Linked DNA regions of Sus scrofa: region 1 is linked to region 2. A link is a contact called in public Hi-C data. All regions are on one chromosome and are shown on one strand. The core of a region is the stretch at or near the end of the contact, and the rest is flanking DNA. Distances in the headings are between cores, read along the strand shown. Region 1 overlaps PIP4K2A (phosphatidylinositol-5-phosphate 4-kinase type 2 alpha). Region 2 overlaps PIP4K2A (phosphatidylinositol-5-phosphate 4-kinase type 2 alpha).

Region 1 (4,909 bases), core at 532-3,031, 140 kb after region 2:
GCTGAGCGCTGGGGTGGAGAATTAGCCCCGGGGAGCTTCTGGCCTGGGCTTGGCTCCCATCTGTGAACGACAGGTCACACATGTCTTAACGAAAGCCTGAGCTGCCTGCATGCAAGATGGTCACAGAGCCAGAATCTGAAGGATGGCCAGTCTAGAAGCTGCTTTAACTTTCCCCAAGTCATATAGACATTCTCTTAATGAAAGGCTATATGCACGTATTCTGGGCCCATAAATGTGTCTTTAAAAGGTGGTCAGGTGACCAGATCCCTCTGCTCACCTCAGGGCAGTGTGGACGCCCAGTGCCTGAGGGGAAGGAGAGATGCAAACTGGGCTGTGAGCTCCCCCAGGCGATTATTCCGCTGGGAAGACACTGCGTGGGCACCAGGGAGCACAGAGTATTCACAGTTGTATTAAAGTTAGGAAATCACTGCCCAGTGGTTTCCCAGTCTTTTTTTTTTTTTTTGCATTAGGATCTTCCCTTTTTTTTTTGTTTTTTTTTTTGTTTTTTTTTTTTTGCATTAAGATCTTCCACAAACAAAGGGCAGTTTCTGTTCTTAAACTCTACCCCAGGGCCCTCCTCCCCACCCCACCCCCACCTCAGAACTGAGAGCATCCTTTTGAAAACCAGCTCGGTGGAGTACAAATTCCTGAGCCCAAGAACTGTGTTTTCTTCCACTTTACACTCAGCCTGGATTTTTCACAAAAGGGATGCATGTGTGTGTCTGGAGGGGCCTCCAAAGCAGACGGGGCCAGACAGCACCCGCTGGGCTCACCCCACAGAACGTAAGGAGAGCACGTTCATCTGTGACCCTAAACCAGGGGACAAAGGCAGGGGCTTAGCCTGCCCCCCTCTAGAAGATGCGGGCGGGAAAGAGGCCTTGGTCTCTGCGGCCGGCTGGTGGCCCACCTCACTTTGAAGACCCTCCGATGTGAGGAGAGCAGGGTTTGGACCCAGCGTTTGCACAGGCATCATCTAGGACTGTCGGGTTTTCTGATTTCCAGCAGGATGAGAACCAGGGCAAGGACAGCACAGGTGACGTGACAGGGAAGGGGTTGGGGCCGGGAGGCAGAAAGACCTGCAAGGGGTGCAGTGCTGACCTCGGATGAGGCTCCAAAACGAGCTGGTGCTCGTGTATTTCCACGCTCTGCCTGGACCGTGTGTGTGTTGCAGCACGAAACCGATGCCACGCGTGTGCATATTTTCATTCATTCTTTCTGTTCCAGGGTTCCACAGTGGCCAGGGAAGCTAGTGACAAAGAAAAGGTAAGTGCCTGTCTCCCTCCCCCGTGCTCTGCATCCTTCTTTCTCGCCCTCCCGCTGTGACGCCTGCCGCCTCCCTCTGCCCCAGTCCCTCCTCGCGTGAGCTGCCCTGCCGAGCAAGGCCGGTGGTGTTTGTGGGTGAAACATTGCTCATCAATGTGATCTTGAAATCCTGCCGCCTCCAAGGTCAACACGATCCAAACTTGGCAGGTCCCTCAGCACCCAGGTCCTAACCCCACTTTATGGCCAGCAGGCCAGGTGTGACCTTGAGTCTGTGTCTTTACCTCTGGGCCCCAGTTCTCTCACCTGTAAAATGATGGTGTTGGGCTTCAAATTCACCTGTAAAACGTTGGCTTGCCTCACCCTCAAACTCCTTTCCAACCGGAACGTGTTAAGATCCGATTAGAGTATTTTTTGTGCAAAGACTTAGGGACGAGGAAACTTACCTTTTCCTGAGTCATTGGATATGAGGTAATATTTGAACAACATTCTGTCGATTATGCAAGTTTAGACAGATTCAACTGGAAGCAGTTTAAGAATGTGGAAAGAGCTTTCTGTACGTAAACCAAATCAGCAGCTGCTTACATGGAAGGTGCCGCTCGCGCCCAGCTCCTCCTCCTCACGCTGAAGTGCCATTTCTTGACCAAACCATTTGAAAGCTGAGCTCATGGGTGTTTGTTTTTAAATTAAATGTTTAGGATGCTATCATTCAGTTTTATAGATTTGGAAATCCCCTCTTACTTAATGCACCCAGAAGGTTGTGAATGTCTTTATGGTCGCTGTCTTATCTTCAGGGGTTAAAATAATGAATCGCACAGACAGGTCCAGCAAAGCACTGTGGACGTTAAACTGGAAGTGACAGTACCACGTGATAAGTGCATGGCTAGGGAGCATGGAGCAAGGGCACCTAAAGTCTGGCTGGGTGGTCTTCCTGGAAGAGGTGGTGGTTGGAAGCCTGAAGGACAAGCAGGGGTGAGCTAGAGAAAGAGGCAGGAAAGAGCAGAGCGTACAAGAGAGGGAGCGCTTGGCGCTTTCGTTGGAGGGAGGGGAGGCCACAGAGGTGAGCAGGACCAGCTGGAGAGGCTGTGGAAATGACCTGGATGGTGGCCTGCCCTGGGGTGCTGGAAGGGGGTACAGCAGAGATTTAGGAAGAAGCCACAGAACTTGGAGCTAATCTGGGAGGTGAGTGGTACCAGGGTGTGTGTGTGTGTGTCTGTCTGTGTGTGTGTCTGTGTGTGTGTCTGTGTGTGTGTGTGTGTGTCTGTGTGTGTGTGTGTCTGTGTGTGTGTGTGTGTGTCTGTGTGTGTCTGGGAGGTGAGTGGTACCAGGGTGTGTGTGTGTGTGTGTGTGTGTGTGTGTCTGTGTGTGTGTCTGGGAGGTGAGTGGTACCAGGGTATGTGTGCGTGTGTGTGTGTGGAGGGAGGGTGGGGTTCAGGATGACCCCCAAGTTTCTGGCTTGGACAGTGGGCAGGTGTTGATCCCACTCACTGAAAAAGGGAGGAAAGCAGGCGCAGTAGTAGAAACGTCAGCATGGCAAGAGAACAGAGGTGCCACGAGAGGCTGCCGAGAGGGCTTCCACTGGGAAAAAAAGGGCTTAGGAAACCTCCAGAGAGGATGAGCAGTAAAGACAGGGATGCCTAGATGAGGTCACCCAGGACGAGTTTTGGGGAGAAGAGAAGCACGTCTGGCGCCCCCAGAAGGTCATCATTTAAGGGGTTGGGTAAAGGAAGAGCCTGCAAAAGACCAGCCAGACAGGCGGTGAGGAGGAAAGCCTGGGTCATTTGTTCACATACTTACTGAGCGTCTAGTATGAGCAAGCATGCTGCCAAGCAGGATGAGAAATGCCTCTGTGTCCAGCGCCCCACTTCGTGAAACTTGCACTCCAGAGGCATCCCAGGGACTGGAGGAAGAGCACTTTCCCAGGTCCCGGGCGCCTGTGCGGGCAGGTGGGATGAGGACTGAGAATTACCCATTGGCTCTATCAGCAGGGCCGTCCCCCACCACCTCGTCAGTGATGGTGAGGAGAGCAGAAACCCAGGTGGCAGCAGGTTAAGAAGTGAGGCACAGAAGAGGGGAGGGTGGCTCCTTCTCTCACAGTTTGAGTTTTGGACTGTGCCCCGGGGAGCAAATTTTCACACGGCCAACCCCCCTGTAAATCACCTCGAAGGCACCAGCTTTGACCAAAAGCAGCAGAAGACGATAAGCTGTCGACTTCCACGTTGCTATGTAAACATTTCTTCCAGGTGCCAGAGACTCAAGCAAGTGTCTTAAGTTTTAGTCCATGAGAAACTCAGAGGCTGAGTAGCAGCGGGATTTTCTCCTGGGCTGTTAAAAGAAACAGACTAGCGTCAGAAGCAGCCAGCCCCAGCCCAAGAGCGTGGACACGATGCCAGCCACCGCTGGGCATGGTCACTCCATTTTTACTTTGTGCCCAAGTCTCTCGTGACTACAGCAGCTCCCCCCACCCCTTCATTTCCATTTCTTCAGGTCCCACCCCCAGGGGCTTGCTCTGCTCTGGCGGGAACCAGTGCCCAGACAGACAGTTGCAGCCAGTGGGGTGAGCGCGGTGGCACGCCGCATCCTGAGCAAGGACACAAATGAAGGAGACCACGGTAGCTGACGTGGCTGTGCCGTCTCTTCATCAGGAGCAGAGCAGTCGGTTAGCAACCTGTCCCTCCTCTTGCTGCCTCTGGGCCCTCGTGCTTTCCAGGAGCTGCTGGCATTCACCACGGTTCCACCCCGCCCCCCACCAGAGACATTTAGCCCTTTACTGGGGCAGGTTTCTGTGAAAAGACATGAAAATGAGACTTTAGCAGAAAGCCACTTTTCTGAGGCTGCTTCTATCATACGCTGAATGTGTGCAGATTGTTCCTCAAATCCTCTCCCTCAGAGGGGGGCGCAGAGAAACCGGATGGGAGCCCCTTTGGGGTCAGGGTCCGATTGCCCTTCCTCGCGTGTGGCAGATTCAAGACCCAGAAGCCTCAGTTCCCACGCTGCATCGCACCTGGGGGCAGAGGCGAAATACTACCTGGGAGGTGGTGGTGTTTGTCTCAGTGTCCCGGGACTTGGAAAGGTGGCCATGCCCGACCCGAGCCGGGCCCGTGCCAACTGCCCTGACCAGCCCCTTGATGTGGGTGCTGGTATCACTTCCTTTGTGTGAACCAAGTTCTCAGACCTTGTCCCACAGTCATGACGCGACACAGCCAGGGGTTCCAGCCCAGAGCTCACACTTCTCTTCACTGTATGGTACTGCCTTTTTTTTTTAAAAAGACTTTTTGTCAAAAAATCATATTAACCCCATGAATCATGAAGTTGAATGAGGAAGCATTTCACTACAGTGTTTCACTGACAAAAACATTGTTTGGGGGTTACACAGGGTACTAAGGCAAGTTCATGGAGTCTGGATTTAAAAGTTAAAAAGTGGCGAAATAAACTGGCCTCATTCTACGTTGGCACACCAGCCAATTCGTATCTCCTCCATTTGAGGCGTTTAGGTATTTCTGTAAATACAGTCTGTGTCACTGTAGCTTACTGTAGTGTAAACCATTCAAAGTGTCTACACAAGAGCCCGAGGAAGAATTGAGTGCTTTTTATTTCTGGGCTTGGACTTCCTGATAGCTTTTCTTCCAGGAGGTCATCCGCCTGCCTT
Region 2 (4,977 bases), core at 1,116-3,615:
CAAGGGCTACTTTAGCATTTACCATAAATCTCAAGGGGTACTCAACACTGAAATTTCACTATTCCCCCCAAGTGGGTTCTCTGCTTTTCGAAACTATTTCTTACCTTTCTCCCTCCTTAAACTTCCCGCTAGTGTTTTGCCTCTTGGCCCCACTCCACCCCCAGCTGATGACCTTGAACGCTTTAGAAAGCATGGAACAAAGAGAAATCATCCCTTCCCACCCTCCCTACTACCCAATCCACTAACTTTGGGATGCTGAATCCATCATCCTGCAGATGTGCTGGAGGGCTGCACTGTCCAGTTTGGTAGTTACTAGTCGCACGTGGCTATATTTAAATTTTAAATCCTAATTAATTAAAATAAAATCTTTTTTTTTTTTTTAATAGCCACACCTGTGGCCTGTGACAGTGCTGGGCCACAGTTTGAATCTGAGCTACAGCTGCAACCAGTGCTGCAGCTGTAGCAGCAGCAGTGCTAGATCCTTTAAGCCACTGTGCCGGGCCGGGGATCAACCCTCTGCCTATGCAGTGACCCGAGCCACTGCAGTTGGATTCTTAACCCACTGTGCCATAAAGATTCAGATTTCGCTATCAATAAATGCTCAGTAGCCACCGGTGGGTGGTGGCCACCAAGTTGGAGAAATAGACTTTTTCCATCTGTTGCATCACTTTGGACTGGACGGCACTGCCTGCTCTGGGACCTCCCGTCTCGGAAACAGAATGAACAGCCATGACCACCAGAACCGTCCTTTGATGTCTTGTCTCTCACATTAGCATCCACGCTGCTTCTCTGTTCCTTGAGATAGCAAAAAATGTTGAGAAGCCTTGTCTAAAGCTGCTGTATCCTGTTGTCCCCCTGACCTGCCACTTTCATCCTTATTCTTCTGAGGAAGCTGTTCCTGTCCACAGCACCAGTCATGTTTTCAGGTCTAGGGGCCACCCTTTTTTTTTTTTTTTTTGGTTTTTAGGGCTACACCTGCAGCATATGGAAGTTCCCAGGTTAGAGGTTGAATTGGAGCTATCGCTGCCGGCCTATACCACAGCCATAGCAACGAAGGATCCAAGCCACATCTGCAACCTACACCACAGCTCATGGCAGCACCAGATCCTAACCCACTGAGCAAGGCCAGGGATTGAACCTGCATCCTCATGGATACTTGTTGGGTTCATTAACCACTGAGCCACAATGGGAACTCCTGTTTTCAATTTCTTAATCAATATCTCCACTTGAGATCCTAACGGGCACCGCAGATGTGTCCCCACCAGAACCTGTGGTTTCCTCCCTGCCCAGCCCCACCTCCAGCCGTGCCCTGAGCCTGTTTCTTCCTCATCTCAGTCAGCAGGTCACCGTGTACCCAGATGCTCAAGCCCCAAACCCAGGAACCAACCTTGATCTTCTCTCTTCCTCTCCCCTCCCTCCCTCCCGACTCCCATGTCTGAATCCCGAATCTGTGCACGAATCCTCTTCCTCGAGGACGGGGCAGCCAGGATCCCCCAGGTCTGTCTATGGTCGCCTTGGCCTGGGCTTTTTGAAATGTACACGATATCTTGTCACTTCTTCAGTGAAAACCTTCCAGAAGCTTCCCTGTATCATTTTGCTGTACACCCGAAACACAACATTGTAAATCGACTACACGTCAATTAAAAAAAAAATGAACTTGAAGAGGAAAAAAACAGAACCAAAAAACCCCAAACTCTTTTCCGTGGCTTGGAGGTCTTAACCAGCCTGGCCCCAGTTCCCTCTGTGCCTTCTCCCTTCCAGCCACATGAGTCTTTTTCTCCTCCTTAAACTGGACCAGCTCAGAGCAGCCCCAGTGCCTCTGCATGTACCTTCCTCTTGTCTGGAATGTTCTCCCCCCAGGTCTTTGCCTGGAGGGCCCCTAGCCGGTCATTTTTCCTTTCTCAACCAAAGGCTTGCCGTCCCTGATAACCTCCTGACCTCATCCAAGGCAGCCTGTCCGCTCTCCCCTGACTCTTATTTTCTCCGTGTCACTCGACACCATCGGACACAGCATTGTTTACAAGTTTATTATTTAGCTCTCCCGGCTGTTCAGCCCTGTTAAGTTCTGTTCCCTGGCAGCTGAGGCGAGGTCTAATTTACTGCCACCTCCCCACCCCCAGGATGGTGCTTGTATGCAGTAGGCGCCCAATAGATGTGTCTGAACAAACGAGTGGAGCCACTGAGGGCTCCAGGGCTGTGCCGGGAGCCCGTCCACCCGGAACTGTACAGTGAGCTTTATTTGTGCTTGGATTGAGCAGAGCGTTTAGAGCATTTTGCTGAGCGGTTTGTGCAACCCCTGGGAGAGCGGAGGAGAACCTGCTGCAAGCTGGTGATAAGAGCTGTGGGGTAACCGCGAGCTGGTGACAAATCAAGAGCTTATGTCCACAACCGCCCTTGAGAACTTTGCCTCGTGAACATGGCAGAGGAGGTCCCGAGAGTAAACAGCTTCTTGAGTAGAACGTCACCAGGTCAATGGTGTGCGGGTCAGGAAAACATTTCTGAACAATCTGAGACGTTGTTTTATAGAAGCGTGGCACTGCAGTGTTGTTTCTGGTTTATTCTGTTGTTTTTTTTTTTAGGGCCACACCTGTAGCATATGGAGATTCCCAGGCTAGGGGTCCAATCGGAGCTACAGCTACCGGCCTACACCAGTGCCACAGCAATGCAGGATCCGAGCCTCACACCACAGCTCACGGCAACGCCAGATCTCCAACCCACTGAGCAAGGCCAGGGATCGAACCCGCAACCTCATGGTTCCTAGTCAGATTCTTTTCTGCTGCACCACCATGGGAAGTTCTTTCTGGAGTCTTTTGATGGCTTTGGGCCTGCCTCCCTCCCAAAGTTCTAGTGTTGAGAAGCGTGCCCTAAGGTAATTAAACTCATGATTCTTCAAACATTCTAGCAGAGTGATGACCCCGTGACTTGGATCTTTCTGGGTCTCTTTCTACTTCTTGAGTCGTGTGTCTTGGTCACAGTGCCTCATTCCCATGTTTGCTTGGTTACTTTGGCTCTGAGCCGCTCATGTCCCTTGGACAATTATTTGGGGAGGATTTTTGTGTCTTAGGGTGAAAGTGTGTCCCTCTAGAGAAGGTTGTTTCCCGTTGCCCGTGGCTCAAGACACTGGAGACCAAGGCCATTCATTGTAAACTGAACTCACAGCTCGGAAGGTTTCAGAAGGTTTTGACCTGGCTGGTGATGGAAATGGGGGCTCCAGTCCCCTGCGGGTGGAATGATTTTATTTTGGGTTCACCTTTACTCAGAGGAGGAGTGACCCTTTTGGGTCCTAGCCTTATAGAGAAAGGGTTTCCTATTAGGTCCCTACCTTGGGTAGGCTCTAGGCTCTGACTTTGGTTCTTTTCAGCTCACAGGACCCTCAGAGTCCTCGGAATGAAGTGGCTTCCGGGGGGGAGCTGCCTGCTCTCACATCCCACTTTCACTCAAATTTTGGCAAATTAACTCTTGTCCCTTCAAGTGCTCTGATGCCTTTAAGGAGATGTTTAAGGAGTTCCTGTTGTGGCTCAGCAGAAATGAACCCGACTAGTACCCATGAAGATCTGGGTTCGATCCCTGGTCCCGCTCAGTGGGTTAAGGATCTGGCATTGCTGTGGCTGCGGTGTAGGCTGGCAGCTACAGTTCTGATTTGACACCTAGCCTGGGAACTTCCATATGCCATGGGCGCGGCCCTAAAAAAGCAGAAAAAAAAAAAAGTTAAAAAGCATATTTCATTCAGGATGTTTAGTTACCGTCAGTGACGGAGTTGATCTGAATTATTTTCACACCCTTGCAAATGGACATTGGCACCACAGTGTCTAAGGAGAGGGAGTGACAGGTGAACGACAGGAGAGGGAGAAGCCAGCGTCCGTGGTGGTTCTTGTCTCTGTGGCCACCATCCCAGGATGGGCCAGGGATGGGATGCTGGCCAACCAGCAGAGGCTCTGAGAAAGCCATGGATGTCCTCCAGGCAAGAGGCGACCAGAGCAGTTCTGTGGTGGCAGAGAGAGCGTCTGGGAGGTTGAATCCACTGGATTTGGAAGCTACGTGGGGAACAGATAGGAAGGAATCAAGGGCGATCCCAGGTTTTTTAGTTTTTGTTTTTGGTTTTTTTTTTCTTCTGCTTTTTAGGGCCACACCCACGGCATATGGAGGTTCCCAGGCTAGGGGTCAAATCAGACCTACAGCTGCCGGCCTTTGCCACAGCCACACAGGATCTGAGCTGTGTCTGCAAGCTATACCACAGCTCACAGCAAGACCAGATCCTTAAGAGCGAGGCCAGGGATCGAACCTGCAACTTCATGATTCCTAGTCGGATTTGTTTCCACTTCGCCACACCAGGAACTCCCCAGGTTTTCGAGTTTGGTACCTGTTTTTCTTCCATTCATGTTCTCCCTTACGTTAATGGTTCTTTGGGGCTGTTAGCCGAAAAGAGTCTGTATTATCTGCACTTAGGTAACTCACAAATGTTAAACATTACTCTTGATAGGTAAATCCAGCATTTGATGAATAAATTCAGCCTTTGATGTCCTTGATCTAAATAGATTCCTGGGATAATGGTCTAGTTATAACTAACATGTACTTTATTTTGTTAAAAAATGTTATTTTCCTGTCTAAAGTTCCGCTACCAAAACCTGCCATTGGTTTAGGTTTTTTGGTTTGTTTTTTGCTTGTAAGGAATTCCTATTCCTCTTGGGAATATAGGCATATAACTAAGTAAACAAGGTGCTAAATTGATGAATTAACGGAACTGCCTCCAAGGTTTAGTTGGTTGTAAATGACAGTCACGCACGTGGGTTAGGTAAAGGGAAAAACAGGGAGGCGTGATGGAGTAACTCCTGGAACAGACGTGCACTGGGAGCCACGCAGAAACCAGGAGCCACAGCACTGTCTTCACTTTCTCTCTACTCTTTGCATCACCTGCCGGGAACCTTTTCTCTAAGGTTATTGTCTTTTCTCTGCTGCCTTGTGCCCATGGACCCCACC

Evidence for each region. Hi-C and Micro-C count contacts between places; a contact is called where the count stands out from the background.
Region 1: a contact with region 2 is called in a Hi-C map of liver, with 1.5 times the contacts expected there. The contact joins two enhancer-like sites. A contact is called at or near these places in 3 of 5 promoter capture datasets (fetal liver, fetal skeletal muscle and liver) and 4 of 47 Hi-C or Micro-C datasets (embryonic fibroblasts, fetal skeletal muscle, liver and 1 more).

The regions. Positions count from the first base shown.
Region 1 is chr10:52,372,615-52,377,523 of Sscrofa11.1, forward strand. PIP4K2A (phosphatidylinositol-5-phosphate 4-kinase type 2 alpha) reads left to right here. Exons shown (of 10, transcript NM_001195781.1): 6 at 1,225-1,263. Among named protein-coding and RNA genes, the nearest start is that of PIP4K2A, 150 kb to the left of the region's middle. Within about 2 kb of position 1,782, at least 2 of the 83 cell types and tissues checked have an H3K27ac peak or open chromatin away from gene starts, as enhancers often do. A contact at or near this core is called in liver, where this site is marked.
Region 2 is chr10:52,233,341-52,238,317 of Sscrofa11.1, forward strand. The region is part of intron 1 of PIP4K2A (phosphatidylinositol-5-phosphate 4-kinase type 2 alpha); the gene reads left to right. Among named protein-coding and RNA genes, the nearest start is that of PIP4K2A, 11 kb to the left of the region's middle. Within about 2 kb of position 2,366, at least 13 of the 83 cell types and tissues checked have an H3K27ac peak or open chromatin away from gene starts, as enhancers often do. A contact at or near this core is called in liver, where this site is marked.